2 separate regions of the Mus musculus genome follow, and region 1 is linked to region 2. Evidence: chromatin contacts called from public Hi-C data. All regions are on one chromosome and are shown on one strand. The core of a region is the stretch at or near the end of the contact, and the rest is flanking DNA. Distances in the headings are between cores, read along the strand shown. Region 1 holds the start of Kctd8 (potassium channel tetramerisation domain containing 8). Region 2 overlaps Kctd8 (potassium channel tetramerisation domain containing 8).

Region 1 (3,676 bases), core at 364-2,863, 110 kb after region 2:
AATAAGTTCAGGAAGAGAGCCTGAATCCAGGGATGGGGGAGGAAGGGATGAGTACTCTGCACTGCTCAAGGGATGCTGGCGGGAGAACTGCTAGTACAGATTATCAGGCTTGCCGCCAGGGCACTCTGGCAGGGGACATCCCTTCTGGGCCACAGCGGGACTTCCCCCGCCTCCAGTCAACAATGTCAGAGAAAGGGTGTGAGATGCATACATAGGTAGCTAGGTTGCTAACTTACGGAAGAAGATGTATTCAGTGTAACTGCTCCAGATCTTGTCGTCTCGGTACTGGTTGACAAAGGCGGCAGTGCCAGAGGAGTTGCACGCCACCATGTGGAAGCCGGCCTCAGACAGTCGATCGAACGCCTGCTCCAAGTAGGTGAACTTGAGGTAGAAGCGGGATGTGTACTTCTCAGGCTGACGGTCAGGGTCGCGACTCTCATTAAGAGTGTCCCCAAAGACCTCCTTGGCCAAGGCTATGCGCCCACACACCATGATGCGCGCCACACGCCTGAACTTGGCATCTGCCTGGTTATCTCGCACCGTGGTGTAAGAGCCACGGTAGCCCAGGGTGAGGAACCCAGAGCGCTTGTCCGGAGCGCTGCCACCACCGACTACACCACTGACACCATGTGCCCCAGAGCCCGAGGGCGCGCCAGCCGCCGCCCCACGCAGCAGCAGTGCGTCGCTGCTGCCCTGGGAAACGTTGTCCTCCAGGTCGCTCTGGCAGCACTCATCGTTGAGCGAGTTCTGCTTGGTGACCTTGGGCGACAGCAGCTTGACCAGGTCGGTGAGCTGAAAGAACTCTGCTTCGCGCAGGAGCCTCTCCTTCTCGGGAAAGTGCTCGGGCAGTGCCAGCTGCTTGTCGCGCAGGTAATCCAGCACGTACCTAAAGAGGAAGCCGTCGCGGTCGATGAAGAAGCGCGCGCGGCTGTCCCTGGGCAAGTCGCCCCGGCGCCTAGCGCCGCCCCGGGGACTAGAGGGTGAGAACATGCTGGCCAGAGTGCTGTCCGGGACGCTGAGTAACGTCGAATGCTTGGTCACATAAACCTGGCCGCCAACATTCAGCTCCACTACCTCGGGGAAGGGCGACGGGGCGCAGGGCCCCGGGGCGGCGGCCAGCGGAGCGCCGGGAGAGCTGGACGCGGACACCATCTCGCTGATCGGGAGGATGGTGCTGCCGCCGCTGCCCGTGTCCTTCAGAGCCATGGTCCCAGCCACCGGCCAGGTGACCCAGGAGAGCCGCACGGAGTGCTTCCCAGAGCCTCGAGGTCCCGGGTCCTCGGCGTGCGCCCGGTAGCCCTGCACTCTCTGGCTGGCCGGCGCGGTCCTCAGGGCACCCGGCGCTGCTCAGGGTTCCCGGCAGCAGCGGCGTCGGAGGCGCCCAAGCTCCATCGGGGAGAGACTCTCAGGAATGGACCTCCGCGAGCGAGCACGGCTGCTCCTTTAGGGTGACCGACTGCAACTGTGCGAGAGACTTGGAGAGGAGGTTCGGGGGCTGCGCGCGGCTCTCCGAGGGGAGGGCAGGAGGCGGGGCCGGAGCGAAGAAAACTCACCCCCGGCTGCAGGCGAGCCAGCGCGCCTCAGCCGGGAGCGCCGGCGCCGGCGCTAACTACTAGCAGCCCAGGAGGTGGCACTGACGTCAAGCTCCGAACTGGGACTGGAGCCACAGCTGTCATTTAAAGGGATAGGCTCTGGGGCTGGCCTGGCGACTCCAGAGCTAGGGAACTGGGATGAGGGCAGGGGCAAAAGGAGAAAGACAGGATGGGACAAAGCTGAAGAGGACAACACAAAGAATCCAGAGAAAGTGGACTACAACTCTCTTCATTGCAACAGAATCTCATTTATTTTCTCTCCGCACCCCGCCCCCAATTCTTTCTTATCTTCCTCCTTAACAAAACTAGCTTTACTCTCTTCAAAGAGAGGGCCTATAACCTGAATTCTCAGCTATTGTGTTGCAGATACTGGCGTTTGGGCTGTGTTTGTTAAAGGGCTGGGGGCTGTGAGCTAGGTGGAGTTGAATCCCAACTATTGTATCTTTAAAGTGTGTGTGTGATTGTGTGTGTGTGTGTGTGTGTGTGTGTGTGTGTGTGTGTGTGTGTATACAGAGAGAGAGAGAGAGAGAGAGAGAGAGAGAGAGAGAGAGGCAGATCCCCCTTTACCTATCCCTTGGCATCAAATGACGTGATTGTAACTGATATTCTACATCCTGTTAGGATTTAAAACTCATAAGTTTGATTCCATTTCACAAAAGCAATAAAGGACTATGAGTAACAAAGCAACTCTCTGCAACCAAGGTCACAAAAGTTGATGCACAGAAGTTGAGGAAGAGACAGAAAGGGGACAATTTTATTTTATTTTTTTCTAATCTTGATCCTCCTGATCCATCCTTCTTTTTATTTCCCTTGCAGTCTCTCAGAGCAAGAGGATGACTTATGCTTTGTTGTCTCCCTAACTCTAGTGCTCTGCTCACAAATACAAATCAGCGTTATTTGTGATGGAAAAAGAAGACTGAAATTCAGAAGAGAAATTCCTTTCCATTGCTAGATAATTTAACAGGCTGTCCAGCACTAGGTGTAACTTAATGACCATAAATGGGAATCATTGTCTTACAAAATGCTAAACTGAATATGGAGTTTTGAGACACAAAGGAGTTTGCTCCAAAAGTATTTATAAATAAAAATTACATACAAACTTTACTGTTATAATCCCCACCCCAAATGCTTCTCTATGGTTCCTCCCACTCAAAATCACCCAAATAGTAATGGATTTGAGATTCGGGTATAACCTTACATTTTCATAAATGATGAATATCCTATTATTTGGGCATTACAAACTATATTTAATTCATTGATTCTTATAAGCCGCATCCACAGAGAATGCTACATCAATTTTGAAAGTTAGATTACCTGAGGCAGCCTGAGCTTAATGGACCAATGAAAGGACACAATACTTTTGTCAAATGATTAAGACTTAAAAGAAGGCTTGCAATAGGCATGTTCACTGACTCCTCTTACTCAAACATAATACCTCATCCTCAAGTTATGTTGATAAATAAAATTGAGAAGTAAAATTGATTTAAGTCCTTTTTTTTTTTTCTTAAATGCTTAAATAGAACGTTGGAAACAATCCGAAAAGGTACATTGTCTTCTACCTCATTTGAAGAATAAGAAAATATTTGTCCTTTAAAATAATGGTTTCTGGAAAATGAATTAAGAAAAGTTTTATAACTTTCATAGATGAATAAGTAATAATGCCTCAAACTGCTACTAATGAGGCCCATTTATCATGAAGTAAATGTCCCGAATGATGAGGATGGTGCAGACTCTTGCATTCTAATGAAATGGATATACAGACAAATATGAATATGGACACAGAAACAAGAGATTACTGATGCTATCAGCTTAAGATGTATTTTCATTGGTGTTACATAAAACAAACTTATGAGATGGTCAGAATTTTATACTCTAAGTAAAATCACTCTAGTAATTCATAGTAAATCTCATTGCGAGTGGTATTGTGTCACATATTGCTTTTGAAAATTATCTCTTCAACATTGATTGAGTGTTTCTCCTTAATCTCTTCCTTCTGCATACCTTCTTTCTCATCTATGCTCTCCAACCAAACTCCTGACTGAACAAATAGAAAATTGGAATGTCTCTACTCAACGTGCTCTCTG
Region 2 (3,767 bases), core at 1,126-3,625:
GGACCTGGGAGCGTGAGAGGTGGGAGAGAAAAAAAAGGGAACAGGATCAGGTATGGGAAAGGACAGGAGAGAAGTGTAGAGGGTCAATAAATCAAACAGAAATATGTAGCAGTAGGGCATGGTAGCTACTAGAAAGCCTGAAATGTCAGGAAAGGAAGAAGTTTCTAGACCCCGAAGAGGATGACTTAAGTTGAAATACTCAACAAAGGAGAGATACAACCTGTAGAGACCACCTCTAGTAGATAGCCATGGCCCCCAGTTGACCCTCAAAATTGTTAACCCAGAAATGTTCCTGTCCAAAGGAAAGGCATGAACAAAAAAAGAAACAGAGACTGAAGCAAAGGCCATCCGGAGACTACCCTACCTAGGGATCCATGCCATCTGCAGACACCAAACCCAGACACTATTGCTGATGCCAAGAAGCACTTGCTGACAGGAACCTGGTATGGCTGTTCCCTGAGAGGCTCTGCCAGCACTTGACTAATACAGATACAAATACTCACAGGCAACCATTTGACTGGGCTCAGGGATCCCAGTTGAAGAGATAAGGAAAGGACTGAAGGAACTAAAGGGAACTATAATCCCATAGGAAGAATAATATCAACTAACTGGACCATCAAGAGCTCCTAGAGACTAAACCACCAACCAAAGAGTATTCATGGAGGAATCCATGGCTCCAAATATATATGTAGCAGAAAATAGCTTTATCTGGTATTAAAGGGAGAGGAGGTCCTTGGTCCTATGGAGGCTTGATGCTTCAGCATAGGGGGATGCTAGAGCGGTGAGGCAGAAGTGGGTAGGTGGGTGGAGAAGCACCGTCATAGAGGCAAACAGGAAGAGGGAGAGGTGGGGATAGAATAGGGTGTTTGTGGGGGGAAAACCAGTAAGGGGGGATATCATTTGAAATGTAAATGAATAAAATGATTAATAATAAAAAAGAAAGAAAAATAAGCTGTAATGAAATCCATTATCACCTATAATTAATATTGGTAATAAAAACCTAATGAAAAAGAGAGGCCAGGAGAGCAGTGAGTTAAAACAAAGAAGACTCACTCAATGCACTTAATATCTAATGGTGAGATTAGGTTAACTGGTGTGTGCATCTTTCACAATGGGATGGCCTTACCCTGAGACAGGAACATTTGAATGTTGCTAAGGAAAATGGCATCTCTCCCATGGGCACAGCTTTCCATCTTGGACTTTCTCCTTACTATACTTCAGGGTACAGTTAATGTGATTCTATTGAGCATGGGCTTCCTTTTGTTATTATTTTGTATCCAATTAAAACTGAATTTACAATATGGAAACTAGCCTTTCTCTTTAAATCAAATAGGCATGCACTTGGTCTCATCTCTTATATGTTGACATAACATTTTAACTCAGAATTACATTTAAAGTTTCCCCAAGTTCTCTTGGAACATTCATGCATATTTATAAAATATAAACGGTCCACACAGTAGATTATATAATAGACTGTAAGCTGCACATGATAGAATGTAGGCTACCTCACATAAGAGATTGTGTCTATTTTAGATTCTTAAAGTCGACTAATAAATATTCATCACAGAATGTTGTCCAATGTTTCATTAAGTTGCCTTCCATGGCCCACAGTCCAGGTAATGTTTATAAAGAATATTCTAATATTAACTACTCTCTTTAGTGGTCTCATATTGGCTGGCTCAAAAACATTTTGTCTATTTCCTCTGTAAACAAATATATGTCACTGCATGTTTTAGGTAACTAATATTCATAATGACAACACCAAAGGTCTATGATCCCAATGGTGTGTGTGTGTGTGTGTGTGTGTGTGTGTGTGTAGGCGCGCGCGTGTGTGTGCTATTCTGTTTATATTAATAGCTGCCTATATTTTCTAGATTTAGAACAGGCAAGATTTGGGGATTTGGGGGAAGGGTCTTGTGTCTTGAGTCCTTAGGAATTTAGAATTGTGACTACTGGAAATTTTATTGGCTGAAAGTTATTAAGACCATGACATGAAGAAAACCTCATGTCTACACCCCATCCCTTTTGCATATACCTATTTTAATTTGATTGCCCAATTTGGAATTTGAACTCCAATAAAAATGATTTACATTATTCATTCAATTTATCCATTTGGCTTAGGCTTCATCTTATTTTCACACGTCTGCTCTTCTTTCTTCCACAAACCAGTCACTCTTCCCTATGCTTCACATCAAACTTGTCTATTAGTTTCTTTTTTTCTTTGTTGTTGGCGAGATCCATACTGTTGTGTCTCTAATTAACAAACATTGGAAGGCAAGCTGTTTCCCATAATATTTCCATGCATGAGTAGCAGGTACTCTAACAGGGAAATCACAGCTTGTCTGTTGCATCCTCTATCCTTCCAAAAAGAGAGAGCTAATCTTGTTACATAAAACATCCCTCCTTCCTTCTCTCTTCAGCTGCTTCTGGCATGCTCCAGTCGGCTCTCAGCTTGCAAATGAAATTACAAAAGGATGGAGGCAGAGGTTGTTTCAGAACACTTTCAAGGAAGATTTGTTCCTCTAATGGCTCTTTGGCGAATAATATGGTTTTTAATTTGTGAGAAAATAAAACTGCAGCTTAAACAACTGAAGCATATCAAGGCAGGGGTCAAGGAGTTTTCTAATTTTTGTATCTAGAAAATTCAAGCTCCGTGTGCAGTGAAATTAAAAATACAGTTTTTTTTTCCGCTTTAATTTTACTTCTGGCAGTTTGTGCAGTTCATCTGCAAACAACTAAAATTAAATCAAGTCCTTAAATGTGAATTTTTTATGCACATTAGTCTCTCAGATTCTGTTTTCCTCAAGAAAGTATCCTATATGTGAGTTTGTTTCCCATCTCTGTTTTCTCATAATTACAATTCGGTTTCATACTTTCTAGTAAAAATATTTCAAATTTGATACACAAGGCCATAAAGAATATTTGCATAAAGTTCCTCACAGTTTCTATGGTTGCCAGAGATTTTATAAATACAAAAACTCAGATTAAACCCTCAGGGATGATTAAAATAATCAGGGTTTAAGAATAATAGCCTGAGGAAAAGTTATTTATTATTTACCCTATGGCTGATTTAATTCTATATATGGATTATCTACTAGGTAGAAACTAATCATATAGTATGTCGGGAAACGAACTCTACATTTGCATTGTAGATTTCCCACCAACTAGTTTATAACTTTTGACAAATTACTCAGTGCTGAATGACTTGATATTTTATTTCACAGAATAAAGTACTTAACTCAAACAATTGTGCAGCCTTAAAGGGTTTTTTAAAAATCTGTCATTTGCAGTGTCCCCATGCTTGCTGTCAAACACTGCTATAAGCAAGTACAATACAACATTATTAAATTTGAAAGAGTATTAAAATATTAACTGCCAAAGCACTTTGAGAATGTGTGCATACTTTCATTGGTATTTCCTTTACAGGGAATAATAGCAATGCCTCTTTCTCAAATCAAATACCAATGTATTACTTTATTTTCTGGCATTTAAATAACCTGCACAGAGATCCATGCCATTGCATTTGCTTTCAAATGCAAATGAATAATTATTAAAATTATTGCCTAGCAACGTGCTTTGTATGAAACATAAACACAAAAAGTACAACAAACAAAATCCTATGCTTATAAATAGGAACATTTTATTTTATCTTAATTAGGCATCAATAAAATCAAATGAAACAGAGTTGAATTTTAAAAAGTGCTTGTTCAAAGAGAGAGATTTTCCTTGCCAAAATCAATCAATCAATCAAACAAACAAACAGCAGT

The links. Hi-C and Micro-C count contacts between places; a contact is called where the count stands out from the background.
Region 1: a Hi-C map of cortical neurons shows a contact between it and region 2, with 2.1 times the contacts expected there. The contact joins the promoter of Kctd8 here to the enhancer-like site in region 2. A contact is called at or near these places in 1 of 39 promoter capture datasets (pre-B cells), 3 of 484 Hi-C or Micro-C datasets (cerebellum and cortical neurons) and 2 of 9 other capture datasets (liver and pancreatic islet).

What each region holds. Positions count from the first base shown.
Region 1 is chr5:69,340,096-69,343,771 of GRCm38.p6, forward strand. Kctd8 (potassium channel tetramerisation domain containing 8) reads right to left here and starts at 1,614. Exons shown (of 2, transcript NM_175519.5): 1 at 237-1,614. The coding sequence starts at 1,206.
Region 2 is chr5:69,231,421-69,235,187 of GRCm38.p6, forward strand. The region is part of intron 1 of Kctd8 (potassium channel tetramerisation domain containing 8); the gene reads right to left. Among named protein-coding and RNA genes, the nearest start is that of Kctd8, 110 kb to the right of the region's middle. Within about 2 kb of position 2,376, at least 7 of the 459 cell types and tissues checked have an H3K27ac peak or open chromatin away from gene starts, as enhancers often do. A contact at or near this core is called in cortical neurons, where this site is marked.